Linked DNA regions of Sus scrofa: region 2 is linked to region 1. Evidence: chromatin contacts called from public Hi-C data. All regions are on one chromosome and are shown on one strand. Each heading gives the region's core, a stretch centred on a gene start, on an enhancer-like site or on the middle of the called end of the contact. The rest is flanking DNA. Distances are from core to core; before and after follow the strand shown. Region 1 overlaps PDE2A (cGMP-dependent 3',5'-cyclic phosphodiesterase). Region 2 overlaps PDE2A (cGMP-dependent 3',5'-cyclic phosphodiesterase).

Region 1 (6,619 bases), core at 1,923-4,422:
CCCAGCCTTTGTCAACTCAGTCACGAGGAAACGTGCCTCCTGCCACCCTAGATCCTTGCGCCTTCCTGGGGTGAGTGGCACAGTTGGACAGCTCAGAAGAGGAGCCCACACTGCAGGAGCCTAAAGGTCCAGGTGCCAGGGCTGGCAGGTGGGAGACACCCCTGCTTATTGGAGATTCTGAACTAAGGGGCCAGGCGCGCATGCTCAGAATGCTGCATGAGCTTTTGACGGAGATACTTAACCTCTGGTCCTCGATTTCTCTGTGACCCCTGACCTGGAGCCTTGCCGGCCGCCCCCTCTTTTTTCCTCACTTGACCTTCACTGGGCTCCCCTTGGTGACCCCAACATGAACACATCAGAGTCCCAGGTCCCCTGAATTCGCTCCTCTCCAGGCCAGGCAGTTCCTACAAACACAATTAAGTGGAGGCAGCATGAGGGATGAAGAACCCAGGACAATTAATCATCAGAGAGTGACATTGGGTGAAAAATCAGGCGCTTAATTAAGCAGGAAGAGCCAGAGGCCGGGGGGTGGGGTGGGGAGAGTGGGACGTGTGCGGGCAGAGAAGCTCATGCTTCCCGCAGCAGAGCCTCCCCTGTCTGGGTTCCCACCTCCCTCCCGCCCCATCACGCCTGGCCTTTTGCCGCCTTGACACTCGTCCCAGGCCCTGTTGGAGGCTCAGTTCCCTTCAGCTCTTTAGGAAGAAGGTTCGAAGGTGCTGGATAGGAGTCTGGGCTCTGGGGCCAACTGCCAAGTTCAAGTCCTGGCTCTCTCGCTCATTAGCTGTGGGGCCTTGGAGAGGTTCCTTAACCTCTCGGCGCCCTAGTTTCTCCACCTGGACCACGGGAGTGATGATAATATTTAATCCATAGGATAGCTGGGAATTCCGATGCATCTGGGCGAGGTGCTTGGACTGTGTGCAGTGCGTGAGGTCGTCCATCCAGTAGCCTTCCGGAGTTCCCTGCTGGTACTTTGGCCTCACAAGATGCCCCAAAATGATTTTCTGAGGATGCTGCTGTCTAGGAATCTACTCTCTCCACCCTAGGTCTCCTGGGGAGGCTCGGAGAGGTCAGGTCACTTGCCCAAGGTCAAGTGGTAGCTGCGGCAGGATTTAACCCAGACAGTCTTGCTCTGAGCCCGGCTTCGCTTGCTCTGGGAGATTTGTGCTGAAGCCCCTTTCCCGTATCTACCAGCAGGAAGCACCAGAGGCCAGACTGTAGCTGCCTGCTCCTCTCCGTGGGGAGGGGAAGTCAGCTCCCCCACCCCGCCCACCCCTGACTCTAGTTTTTGCCCTCCTCATATCCACCCTGCAGCGTGTCAGCTTGTCCAGACCCTGGAAGATGAGCAGGGTCCAGCCCGCTCTGTGTCCCCAAGGTGGGGCCTGCGCCTCTTGGATCCAGGGACTGAGAGGTAGCATCATCTCCTCTTTTCAGAGAGGCTGTGATCTCCCGGAAGCGGGTGGGCTGCAATGGATTGAGCCCCTCGGACCTGCAGGGGAGGCCCTTGGCCAGGCTGGTGGCTCCACTGGCTCCTGACACCCAAGGTAAGGCTGGGAGCTGGGCCAGGGCAGGGAGGGACCATCTGTCTTCTCTCCCTGTCTCCATCCCTCTGTCTCCTTCTTTCTCTTGCTCTGTGTCTCTAGCAAAGCCACCATCTAGTTCTCTCTCTATTGGGCTACTAACCTCTCTGCGCCTCAATTTCCTGATCTGTAAAATGGGCACAACAGGACCTAGCTTGAGGGGGTGTTGCTTGTACCAGTGGCTAGCTGGGCCGTTGTCATTGTCATGCTCTCTCTGTCACTGTCTGTTTTTCTTTCTCTTCCTCTCCACGCCCCTCGTCCGCCATGTCCCTCTGCCTCGTGTCTCAGTCTCTCCAGGTCTCTGTCCTCTGTCTCGATGTGGAAAGTGCACAAGACTGGGAGTCAGGAGACCTGACTTGCTGTGTGATCTTGGGCAAGTCACTTCCCCTTTCTGAACCTCAGTTTCCCAATCTGAAAACTAGGGGTGCTCAGCCTTATCTGCCTCCCTCCATCCCAGGGTTGCCGGGAGGACCACGAGAAAGGTGTCCAGTGAGGGGGTCTCCTTCCATGCAGGGCTCGTTACCGTGGTCGCTGTTGTCTCCGCCTCAGGACCCGTCTCTCCGGGTCTCTGGGTCTCTCTGTGTCTCTGTCCGGGCCTCTCTCCGTCTGTGTCTTTGTCTCCCTCCCTGGGTCCCGGCTCAGGATGTCTGAGCCTCACTGGCCCCGCAGGACCGCCTCATTGCCCTCTCCCCCTCAGTGCTGGTCATTCCGCTGGTGGACGAGGAGGCCGGGGCTCTGGCAGCTGTCGTCTTGGTAAGAGCAGGTGTGGGTGGCATGTGGGGAGAGGAGAGCAGGGGAGGGAGCGCTGGATGGAGCCTCGCTGGAGTGTGAGTGTGTGTGTGTGTGTGTGTGTGTGTGTGTGAGAGAGAGAGAGAGAGAGAGCAACAGGCTGGGCTGCAGCTGGGGGAGTGGGGGGCCTGGGAGGAGCCCTCTGCACCACTCAAATGGCAGGATGAAGTTGCCCACCCCGTCTAAAACTCGCCGCAGATGTATAAGCCCCGTCCGGGGTCTGGTCCCCAGAGCAGCCCGGACCTTGTGTCCTCTTCGGCGTCCTCTGGGATGGGTTGGGGGCAGTGTCCTGAGAGGGCCTCCATGCGGTGAGGGGGGAAAGGGTGGAGAGACCCTGAGGAGAGATGGGCAGAGAGGACACCGACTGACCGTGTGGGAAGCCACTCAGAGACCCGGGTGGCTGGAGCTAGGGGGCAGGAGGAGATGAGGCCCCACGCGGAAGAGCTGCCTGGGCAGGCGTCCAGCCCCAGCTAGACCCACGGCTGAGGCTGGGACAGACGCCAGGCAGCAGGACGGGCTTCCTGGGTCGGTGATGGAGGAGGGGGGAGCCTCAGCTGGAGGGCGGATGCGCTGCTGGGGGGGGTTGGGCGGGCAGCCTGGGCCGAGACCCCCTGCTCTCTGCTGCCCCCTGGCGGAGCTCCCCACGTTCGGCTCTCTGTGGGTTTGGGCGGAGTTTTGCGGCTCTTGTGGGTCTTCCCCCGGGTGTGGAGGTGGGCGCTCAAAATCTTTGTCGCATCCGGAAAGGTTCGCTGCCCCAGATCGCCGTTATTGGGGACCAGCTTCCGCCAAGGCGGCCGCCACTTCAGTAAGGGGCGCCGACAGATACATGAGCTGGTCTTGGAGCGCCCGCCCCGGGGACTCCTCCCGAGCTCATTAAAACGGAATTAAAGGTTTCCGAGGCGCCTGACCTTTCCCGAGCCGCTGGCGGGGGAGGGCGGTGGGAGTGGGGGGCGGCCGCGCGGGGAGAAGACGGAAGGGGTACTTGGCTGGCTCTCCCAGGCGCCCCATCTGCCTGATTGAGGGGGACGCGGCCCCCTTGGTTTCTCCCGCAAGCTGCTCCCCCCACTCTCAGCTTCTGTTCCTGCAGGGAACAGATCTGCTGTTGGCACCTTCTCAGCGCCGCTTCCCTCTCTCCTTTGGCCCCAGTCTGTACCAGAGCTGGTCCCTTGGAGGAGGAGCAAGGCTGGGGACACTGTGCAGAGGTGGGGGTGGGAGACGATGGCTTTGATCGCTCACCTCTGTTGGTGGAAAGGGGTCTGGGGGCGGGCAGCTTCCTGAGAAGGACTTCCTGGTTTGGGGCTGTGGGGGCTGCATCAGTAAGGAAGCAGCTCTTGCAACAGGGAAGACACTTGGAAAGCTGTTGTCTCGTGGGCAGGAAGGTGGTTGCCATGACTGCTGGACGCTGTGGCTGAGGTTAGGCCAGGAATTCAGGCTTCAGCCTTCTCCTGGGAGGAGAAAAGGCCAGAGGGTGTGTGCGGTGGGAGGGGGGGAGGTCAGATCACTGAAAGGTACCCTGCCCTAGAGAAACCGCTCTGGGCCTTGCTCCAGGCCTGTGCAGCGACAGAGAGAGAAGTCAGACCTATTTCTGCCTTCTAGAAGCTTAGTCTAGGGGAAGGCAGGGTCACTCTCAGACCACCACTGGCCACATAATGTTGGGAGTTCCTGCTGTGGTCCTGATGCGGGTGGGCTAATGATGCGGCTTGTCTCTGTGGCGGCACCGGTTTGATCTCCAGCCTGGCACAGGGGGCTAAGGATCCTACATTGCTGCAGGTGCAGCTTCGGTTGATTGGATCCCTGGCCTGGGGAACTTCTGAGGCTACGGTCGAAAAAGGGGAAAAAAAAAAATGTTGCTGGCAGGAGCTCCAGTGGCAGAGGCTGGAGCTGCAAGGGGTGCCTTGCAGTGGAGACAGCCTTTGAATGGGGCTTTGCGGCGCAAGTGGAGGGGGGAACAGGCAGAGAAGAAGGGAAGGACTCTTCTAGGCAAAGGGAGCCTCAGGAGCAGAGGCAGTGTGATCCCGGCAAGGCTGGGGAGTGGGGCGTGTGCCACTGACCTGCGGCTTTGGCTGCCAGAAGTTCCCTCACCTCCTCAAAAGCCCTGGGCAGCAAAGGGCTCTGGAAAGGTGTTTGGAGGATTTTCGGTCTACTTCTCCTCCAGGACACCCCCCCCCCATGCACACACGTCTGACAGATCTGGTCCTACTGCTCCACCCCCGTGTTCCTGGGGCCACAGGGTCTCGCCTCCTCTGGGAGGAAGCACAGGCAGCCGGGGGTCCTCCCAGCTGCTGCCAGATCCTGCGGGCTCAGGGTCTGGAGGGAAGGCGGGGGGCACGGGGCAGATCTCTTTGGAGGGCTGACTCCGTGGCTCCTTCCTCGACAAGCCTCATTCTCCTCTGTCTCTGCTCTTGTATTATCGTCCCTCCATCCATCAATTGAAGGCAGACTTCTTGGGTACCGCCAGACACTGAGCACTGGTGCTGTGGACACAGCGGCAGTGGCCGAGCAGTCCAGACAGGCCCTGCACTACCAGACAACACGGTCTGCAGGGCTGGGCGTGCTGGACATTAAACAGGCTCGCAACACAGGGAGGACACTGCGAATGATGGCCAGGGCTAGCCAGGAAACCAGGGAGCCGGCAAGGAATATGGGGGCGGGGGGAATGGCCCTGATAGAGATCGGGTCGGAGAGGGGGCGTGTGGGGGGGCTCCCAGGAATATGCCGTCCAGAGCAGGGCTGCTTGGCTGAGCTCTGGGCCTCTGCAGCTTGCGGTTCAAGGTGCCTTGATTGCACGTTCTTTGTGCGGCGTCTTTGGCTCTGTTCTTCAATTCCGGGATAATAAGTCCCTTTGAGGAGCAGGCAGCCCTTGGTCTCTGGCATTTGATGCGTGATTTGCACCCACTCTTCCCCCAAGCCGTGCCAGCCGCACCAGATCCTTCCACGAGGGTGGGGTGTTCATGAGCTAAGTCACATTTAGCTTGGTGTGGCTGAGGGGGTGGGGGCTGTGCGGGGCTTTCCACCTTCTCTGCAGCCCCAGCGCCCACTCTTGCGTGTTCCCACTGGGCCCCAGACCCACCCGTGATCAGCAAGAGTGGGTGCTACGGTATGTGTTCCTGTCGGTGAGCAAAAGCCATGTGTGTGTGTGTGCTGGTGATTGTGTCTGTATATGGGGGGGGGGCGCGTGTGCATGGCTCATCCTGTCAACAGGTTCACATGTGCACCGTGGATGGCAGTCACTGTGCGTGTGGGTGCGTGTGGGTGTGGGTGTGTGTTCGGGGGCTCTGAGGGTCTCCATGAGAGTGGGTCTGTGCACATTCGGGGAGGGGATGGGCTGAGGCAGCAGGAGGGGGTGCAGGGAGGGGCAGGCCCAGTGGGTGGGGGAGCGAGGCCCCCACCATTCCTTCCTTCCCTCCAGTCTTCCGAGCCTCTCACTGGGTCTCCCAGCTCTGTACGGGGACCAGGCTGTTTTGCCAGCCCAGGGACGGGTTGCCCCCACGGCCCTGGGGGGGGGTCCCAACCTCCTCTTTTCCTGGGAGATGAGTCCAGGTGGAAGGAACACGAAGGATGTCCTCCCACATCTCTTACCAGTAAAATGCCACCACGTTTCTGCAAACCACGTGCAAATGAACCATGTCCCCAGCCCCTTAGACAGCCTGTCTCCTGGGAGTTAGAGACGGAGCCTCGCCAGGACTTCACCTTCCACAGCATCCTTGGCAGCCTGGGCCTCTCCAGGTCTTCCTGCCTCCAGTCCGACTCCCTCCGACCCCCCAGACCTTAGAGGCCGTGGTCTGCAGATGCTAAAGTCTGCTGGGGATCCCCCAGGATGGTTAAGCCACAGTCCAATTCCTTAGCCTTGCTCTCAGGCCCGTCCCCCCTGGTACTGCGGCCAGCACCCTGTCCAGGTCCTCTCCTCCCCATCCCACGGACTCCCCAGCCCTGCCAGGACGGCCTTCTGCGAGCAGTGTCCCCAGCAGGCTTTGCGCCCATTCCAGTGGCCTCCAGGAACCCACCCTCTCTGTGCTCCCACAGTCGTTAAGCGCCCCCCCCACCCAGTCTGCCCTGTCCTTCCTCCTCAGACACGCAGGCCTGCAGCCCCCCATCCCATCCCTACTCCATCCCCACCCCCAGCCAGACTGGGAGCTTCCTGAGACCTGCTGGTCTCCTCCTCTCCATCTGTTCCTGGCAGGGGACCCAGAGCAGAGGCGGGCAGGGGCTGCTGAGCAGGGAGGGAAGGTGAACGAGGAGACCCCAAGACAAGC
Region 2 (7,110 bases), core at 1,627-4,126, 42 kb before region 1:
CTGGGTGAGTCTGGGAGGGGGGGCTCGAGTAGGATGCGGGGGGGGTGTCGGGTGTGCCTTGTGTGTGATCATGTGTGTTGTGTCATGCAGTATGATGTGCGTGTCATCACGAGTGGGCTTATTTGGGGGACTCGGGGGGGCTTTGGAGGGTGCGGATGGTGCGTGTGGCGTTCGGGTGGCCTCGTCGTCGGTGAAGGGTGGTGGCTGTGTGTGTGAGTGACTGTTGTGTCTGGGGAGGGACATGTGTTCATGGTTGTGTGTGTGTCAGGGTGGGATGGGGAGTTTGCAGGGGCAGCTTACACGGAGGGCCGCGTGTGCATTTGTGTGTGTTAGAAGCTGTTGTGTGAAACCGGAAGGGCCACCGGAGGGGCCTGAGGGGAGGGTGGTCGGGGCGCGTGGGGGGGCAGGGAGGGGCTGCGAGTGGCCCGGTGTGTCTGCAGCCCAGGGGACTGGCTCCGTCCTCAAGTTCCCTCCTGGAGTGGCTCAGGAACTCGGGACCTGTGTGCTGGTGTTGGAGTGTCACGTGTTTGTGTGGCGGCTGATTGTGCAGCTCTAGGTAGGAAACCGTGCAGCAGCCGAGGCGCAGGGGTCCGCGCGTGTGCACCCCCAGTGTGTGTGGGGAGGAGGCAGTGTGCATGCAGGACTGTGTGCTGAGGAGCTGTGTGTGCCCCCACCCCGTGCCGTTTTGGGGTGACGTGAAGTGGGCACATTATCTATGCGGGTGTGTCTCTGTCTGGGTGGCATGTGTGTGTGTGGAATGTAATTGGATGTGTGTGTGTGTGTGTGTGTGTGCGCGCGCGCGCGCACTTGGCGAGGTGCGTGTAGGGTCTGCGAGGTGCCTGTGGGAGGGTGGGGGTGAGGGTGGCGTGTAAGTGGGGGCGGGTGGGCTCTGTGACTTTTCGATGTGACACGTGGATTGCGTGATCTTTTCTCCCTGTGAGCTGTTCCGTGTGTGGTGAGCAGTGTGGGACGCGGGTCCAGGGGGCTGGGGTGTGGGGTGCGAGGCGGGGCGGGGGGGCTGTGGAAGGCACTGCAGGGGGTGCGGGCATGTGTACAGAAGGTGTGGGGGGTGAGGAACGAGGGGTGTGATGTTTGTGGTGGCAGAATACAGCTGGTGTCCCATAAATGTTTGTGGAGTGACGTGTGTGTGTGTGTGCGTGTGTGTGTAGGGAGGGCTTGGCTGCCATCCTGTCCTTGCTTCCCTCCCATTAGGTCCCCAGAGATGCCCAGGCCAGGCTGCCTCTCCCCTTTGCCCTTCGTCCCCCTCGCTTTGACCAAGGCCTTTGTCTTGGGTTTCCGGCCAGGCGGGCGCTGGACAGACGGCCGATGTCACGCTCCGGGAAGCTTTGTTCTTTTCCTCTTCGCCTGTGTTTGGGGCTGGGATGGGGAGGGGATGGGGAGAGGATGCACAAGTCGCGGGTTGCTGTGCTGGCCGCCACCTCGCAGTGCTCCGCAGAGGGCAGGGGTCCGGGCACAGGCCGAGGCCTGGGTGGTTGCCGGGGGGGCGCCAGGAGCAGGGCGCCGGGGGGCAGAGGAGCCCAAGAGCAGCTGGAGCGGGCCTTGGGGTTGGGCGAGTTTGCCACCCCTGAGGTCTTAGTCCCATGCGGGGCCCAGTGCCCTTCCTGCTCACGTCATCTCCGGGGTGCTGAGCAGCCAAGCGCCCCCTTCTGCCTGCTGGCTGGTCCTCTTCTCTTCTCTGGGTGGTGCCCAGGAGGGTCCCGGGCTGGGGGGCAACCAGGAAGACCTCGACGTATCTCTAATTTTGTTGACCCCACATCTGATGTGGGTCGGGGGGAGAGTTCCTGTCCTCACGAGACGTTTCTCTGAAAAAGGAGGCCTGATCACGCCTTTGGATCCTAGTCTGATGGATTCCGTAGGAGGGCCCAGGGCGTAGCCTCCACAGAAAGCTCTGGGGAGGCCTTGGTGGGCAGCCTGCCGACAGGTTTGCGAGCGTGCGGGCCAGGACTCCCTGTGGTTGGAAGACGCAGAGACCCCCAGAGTCAGTGAGGGGAGCTGGAGGCCAGCGCCGCAGCACCACATTCCAGAAGGTTCTCTGAAGTGAGTGGACTTAAGCTGAGCCTTGGAGCAGGTATGGGATGGGCAGAGAAATGTGGCCTCGGGCTGAGGAAGATTATGGCCCAACTGGAAAAAGGCATGGCGAAGGCTGGCGCTCACTCCCAGGCGGGGCTGGTGGGCTCTTGGCGGCCACGGGCCTCCTGCCTGCTCAGGCTTCTACCGTCGCGTTGTCTTTGGCCGGAGTCACTGTTGTCCTGTCTTCACCATCACATTTTAGGCAGCTCTTTCCAAATGCCAAGCTCCTTTCACAAGTGTCTCCTTTAACAGATGGACTCTTTCTGTTCTCCATAAGTATTGAGCACCTGCTATGTACCAGGCGGGCACGGTTTTAAGTTCTGGGGTCAGACCAGTGGCCAGATAGGCCTCGCAGGGCTCCCACGTCCTGTGTCTGAGAAGCCCTGCCTTTCCAGCCCCCCAGGCCCTAGCGGACCGTCCGCCCTTGGGTTCCTACAGCCCGATGTGCTCCAGGCCTGCACTCCACTGTGTTGGGGTCTGGCTCCCCCAGAAGCTGAGCCCTGCGGAGCCTGGGTTGGGTCTGCCCATGCCATGTGACCTGAGCTCGGCTCAGCAGGGCCCAGATAGTCATCCTGACCATCGAGGCACCTGCCACCTAGGGAAACTGAGGCCCAGAGCCGAGAGGTCGGTAGCGACCTTCCTTTCACCAGCATTAGGGGAGACCAGGAGAGCACAGGTGGCACGTGCAGGTTCCCCAGCAAGGTAGCAGAGCTGGGCCTGGAACACAGCTCTCCCGGCTGCCAGGCTGGGCTCCGGCCCCGGCCCCGTGCTGCTCCCTGGCTGGCCTCTGTGCTGCCTGTGGCGGGTAAACGATTATTAATGACCCCCTGGCAAGGAGACAGGAAACATTTCCCAACCACAGCTGGGGATCTGCTCCCTGCCAGCCCCAGCCATCCATACCCACCCTGGCCATGGTGGCGGCACTGAGGTTATCTCTGTGCCTCCTTGGCTTCTTCCTTTCCTCCTGCCCATCCAACTCCCGCTTCTCTTTCCTCTCAGGGGTAAAGGACAACAAGGAGCTGGGCTTTCGCTTTCCCATCTCTCTCTCCAGCCCGGCTCGTCTCCACCTTCTCCCCTGCCCCCTGTTTCACCGGAAGTGGCCCCTCCTCCAGGAAGCCTTCCCTGACTGCCCTGCCAGCATCTCTGGGGGCCCTGTCCTGTGCTCTGGTCACCGAATCTCCCTCATTGCAGACTCTGGCCAGGCTCTGATGGCCCTAATGCTGGGCCGGGGACTTCCTGGGGCCTGATCTCAGTGGCTGTCTTGGGATGGACACACGGACCATCGTTCCAGATGCCTCCTCCAGGACGTCCCCAGCCAGCCCAGGGACTCTCGCTTCCTCTGGGCACAGCAGGCCACCCTGTCCATGCCACACACTGTGTACTGCCAGGCCTTTATGGATGGCCATTTAGTGAGCACCTCCTCTGTGCCCAACGGAGAGGGTGGGTAGAGAGCACAGCGAGCATTTTAAGGTTCAGCCACACACGCTGAGCAACAAGGCATTTGCCCCTCGGCAGGTAGACTGACCCAGGTACCAGGGCCACCCGGGGACAGGTGATGGGGTGGAGGAGGGGCAGAGACAAAGGCTGAGGCTGACAGTTCGTGTGGGGAAGGCGATGCTGGAGGGAAACTCGGGGGCCGTGGTAGAGCAGAGCAGGGGCCCCTAATTCAGCGAGAGGGAGGGCAAACTGGGGAGTTTCCAAGAGGAAACATATCTAAATGGAGAACCGAGGGATGAGCCAGGAGAAAGTTCTGGACAGAGAGGAGGAGAGAATGGCGAATGTGAAGCCTTGCTGGTGACAGACAGAGGGAGGGGACCATTCCATGGAGCTGGATCCGGAACTGCCAGGGTGGCTGAGGGCTGGGAAGCCAGGGCCAGGGAGGGTGGAGCCTCAGGAGATGAGGCTGGCGAGGCTGGCAGGAGCCAAATTGTGCAGGACTTTGGTGCCATGTCAAGGAACTTGGTGGACTTTCTCCAGGGGAACTGGGCACTAGGGGATGAGTTGAAAGCAAGGCAGGCCTGGAGTTCCCGTTGTGGCTCAGAGGTAAAGAATCCAGCTACTATCCATGAGGATGAGGGTTCAATCCCTGGCCCTGTTCAGTGGGTTAAGGATCCGGTGTTGCCGTGAGCTGTGGTGTAGGTCGCAGACGCAGCTCAGATCCCAAGTTGCTGTAGCTCCGATTAGACCCCTAGCCTGGGAGCTTCCATATGCTTTGGGTGTGGCCATAAAAAGCAAAAAAAAAAAGAAAAAGAAAAAGAAAAGAGAAAAATGCGGACAGGACTGCTCAGACCCACCTGTGAGGGAGCTCCCTGGGCCACGGACGGAGTGGAGAGCACCTAGCGGGGGGAGGCGGGAGGCTGGGGCAGTGTGGTTCAGACGAAGGATGACAAGGCTGAACGGGAAAAAGCCAGAAAGGGAAGTGAAGGCGCAGCGGGGCAGAGGCGGGGAAAGCAGCCGTCAGCTGGAGCGGTGACCGGGGGAGAGCGCCGGCCTGGGGTCTGAGGGGCCACGTGAGGGCAGACAGGACTTCAGGGCAGACGCCTGGGCCTGGCCAGGGTCTCTGAGGAGCAGAGGTCTCAGGACGGCCTCCCTGGTCAAGAGCTTTGAGGCTAAACAGACCAGGAGCCCCCTGGGGGCTGCCGCATCCTCATCTGTGGTTTGGGGACCTGGGATCCGTCCGGGGCAAAGAGCGTTCAGAATTCAAACATTAAAACCATCTGCCAAATGTAATAGTGAATAAAATTCAAATTCAAAAATGTATGAGTACATCCCAAGATGAGTTAAAATGTAAATTCATGAAGATGCTACGCGTACATTCGTGATGCTTCTAATACCGACGGCAAGCCTCCACCGCTTCCCTCCCCTTTGGATCTGGGTCCCTTGAAGCTGCTGCTCTGGTGTGGCTGGACCCCCGGGGGGCTCCAGGACCTTCTGGCCTCTTGTTCTGGGAAGCCGGTCCTCTGGCTGGTGGCTTCAGGTGGCAGGCATTTTGCTTTTCCTGTCCCCTACCCTGAGGGACTGTCCCCTTGAACTTCACCCATCTACGGCTGCCTTTATTCGAGGGGCCTGGCTACAGACCCCTGGAGGAAGTTGTAGGAACTGAGGGTATGAGGGGCCGGAGATGAGGTGCCTGCTGCGGGGCCCCGTCGGGGTGGTGGGTGGGAGGCAGCAGCAGAGAGGGGGGAAGGCGGAGTGAGCAGGGCTAAAGGGCACCTTCCCTTGGCTTCTGTATCCCAAATGCAAAAGCTGGACCACTTCCGGAAAACCGGGGTGCTGAGGTCCCGAATTATGATCTCAGGCTGGGCAGTGCTTGGTTCCCACTGTTCCGCGATCTTGACTCAGGCTACTTTCTGGGCTGAATTTTCTCACCCACACAAGGAGGACGTTGGGATGGACGGGCTCGCGGGGTGTAGGGCCCTCGGGGAAATCTGGCATTGTCATTTTATGGGGTTCCAGCCTTCCGAGGCTCTCAGCTCGCAGCCAGGGCGGTGTGGATATGTGGTTGTGTGATCCGACATTCTGTAACTTTAAGATGCTGAGACTCTGGGAGCCGAAGACGCGGACAGCCTGTGATTCCAGGATTCTAGGATTTGATGATTTGATGATTCAATGATTCTAAATGGGGTTGCTGGGAAGAGCTGCAACCACCTGCCTTGTTAATGTCGACGTTCCGTTTTAAAAACATAACAAGAAGCCGTGGAGACAGCTCTGGGTGGCGGGCATCCCCCAGCCCCCGGGACGGCGGGCGGGGCTGGCATTTACCGGGTAGGAGACCCTCTCAAGCTGGGTCCCACGGGCAGTTTCTCCTGCCGCAGCATTCTGACGTGTGTGCACACGCGGGATCCGCTGCTCCCTGAGCTGGCAGGGTACGGGGTGGCTCCCTTCGTCCCCCTGCCTCCCATCTCCAGTCATTGCTGACCGTGGCAGAGAGGGGAGCAGCTGTCCTCCCAGCCCCCAAAGTCTTTGGGAGAAACCTTGGGCTGAGGAGGAAGGAGGGGCCTGCTGGCCCCCACCCACTCCATCCCTGGCAGTCCTGGCCTGAGGGGGAAACAGGAGACAGCGCTTCCTGGACACACACACACACACACACACGCAGGCACGCACGCACGCACGCACACACGCACGCACGCACGCATGCACACGGGAATGCACTTGCCCCGGCCGGCGGGGACCCAAGACAGAAGACTGGGGCAGAGGCCAGGCAGCCAGAGGGGCAGTGTGGGCATTGGCTGCGGACCCGTTGGCACCCTTAGAGCGCAGGCCAAGGTGGAAGGACCCTGCTTGTGCCCTAGAATGGCTACAAGAAGGGCTTAAGGAAGGGAGTCCCAAGCAGGGGGCCTGGAGGCTGATGACCCACGGGGCTCCCCTGGAGAGCGCCCTGCGCATGGCTGGCTCTGTCTGGTGGCTGGCTTCTCTGGGGTTGCGCCCAGTCTCGGCACCCACATCAGAGGCAGGGAAAGAACCTCCAAGCAGGAGAGAAGGACCTCGGCCCTCTAGAGAGCCATCCTGGTGGGTCCCTCGGAATGCAATACCACCGCGCCAGCCCAGTATGTCCACGGATCAACTGACAGAGGCTGGAAGCTGGCCCGGGTCACACAGCACAGCAGGGCCTGATGCCCAGTCCGGGCCGTTCCCCACTGCCCGCAGCTCCCCCCGTCCCCAGAACACCTGGAGAGCTGGAGCGGAGGCAGGACTCGGGGTGGGGGGCTTAGCCTTTGTCTGTCACCCTTGGTCCTTCCCCTCCCATAGGCCAGGAGGCAGGTGGGGTGGGGACAACTACTGTCTGCCATCGCCAGGCTCCATTGTCTACTGCATCCTGTCGTGGCCCTGAGGATAGGGTCCCCAGCCGAGAGCTCCTCCCCAGATGCCTGACCCGCAGGGGCCTCGAGCGCTTTCCTCTCATCCTCCTGCTGTCCCAGCCCTCTCGCTCTCTCCGCTTCCCCGCGGCCACTCTCCCGTCCCTCTATGTCCCCATCTCTGTGTCCGTCTCTCCAAAACACCATTAGACTTGGAAGGGCC

Evidence for each region. A called contact is a pair of places that touch in the nucleus more often than the background predicts.
Region 2: a contact with region 1 is called in a Hi-C map of skeletal muscle, with 4 times the contacts expected there. The contact joins two enhancer-like sites. A contact is called at or near these places in 3 of 5 promoter capture datasets (fetal liver and liver), 30 of 47 Hi-C or Micro-C datasets (alveolar macrophages, blood, brain and 16 more) and 2 of 2 datasets of contacts at active chromatin or transcription factors (alveolar macrophages and skeletal muscle).

The regions. Positions count from the first base shown.
Region 1 is chr9:7,152,009-7,158,627 of Sscrofa11.1, reverse strand. PDE2A (cGMP-dependent 3',5'-cyclic phosphodiesterase) reads left to right here. Exons shown (of 32, transcript XM_013999451.2): 6 at 1,432-1,541; 7 at 2,275-2,330. Among named protein-coding and RNA genes, the nearest start is that of MIR139, 20 kb to the left of the region's middle. Within about 2 kb of position 3,172, at least 11 of the 83 cell types and tissues checked have an H3K27ac peak or open chromatin away from gene starts, as enhancers often do. A contact at or near this core is called in retroperitoneal adipose tissue and skeletal muscle, where this site is marked.
Region 2 is chr9:7,193,292-7,200,401 of Sscrofa11.1, reverse strand. All of the region lies in intron 2 of PDE2A (cGMP-dependent 3',5'-cyclic phosphodiesterase), which reads left to right. Among named protein-coding and RNA genes, the nearest start is that of MIR139, 21 kb to the right of the region's middle. Within about 2 kb of position 2,876, at least 7 of the 83 cell types and tissues checked have an H3K27ac peak or open chromatin away from gene starts, as enhancers often do. A contact at or near this core is called in retroperitoneal adipose tissue and skeletal muscle, where this site is marked.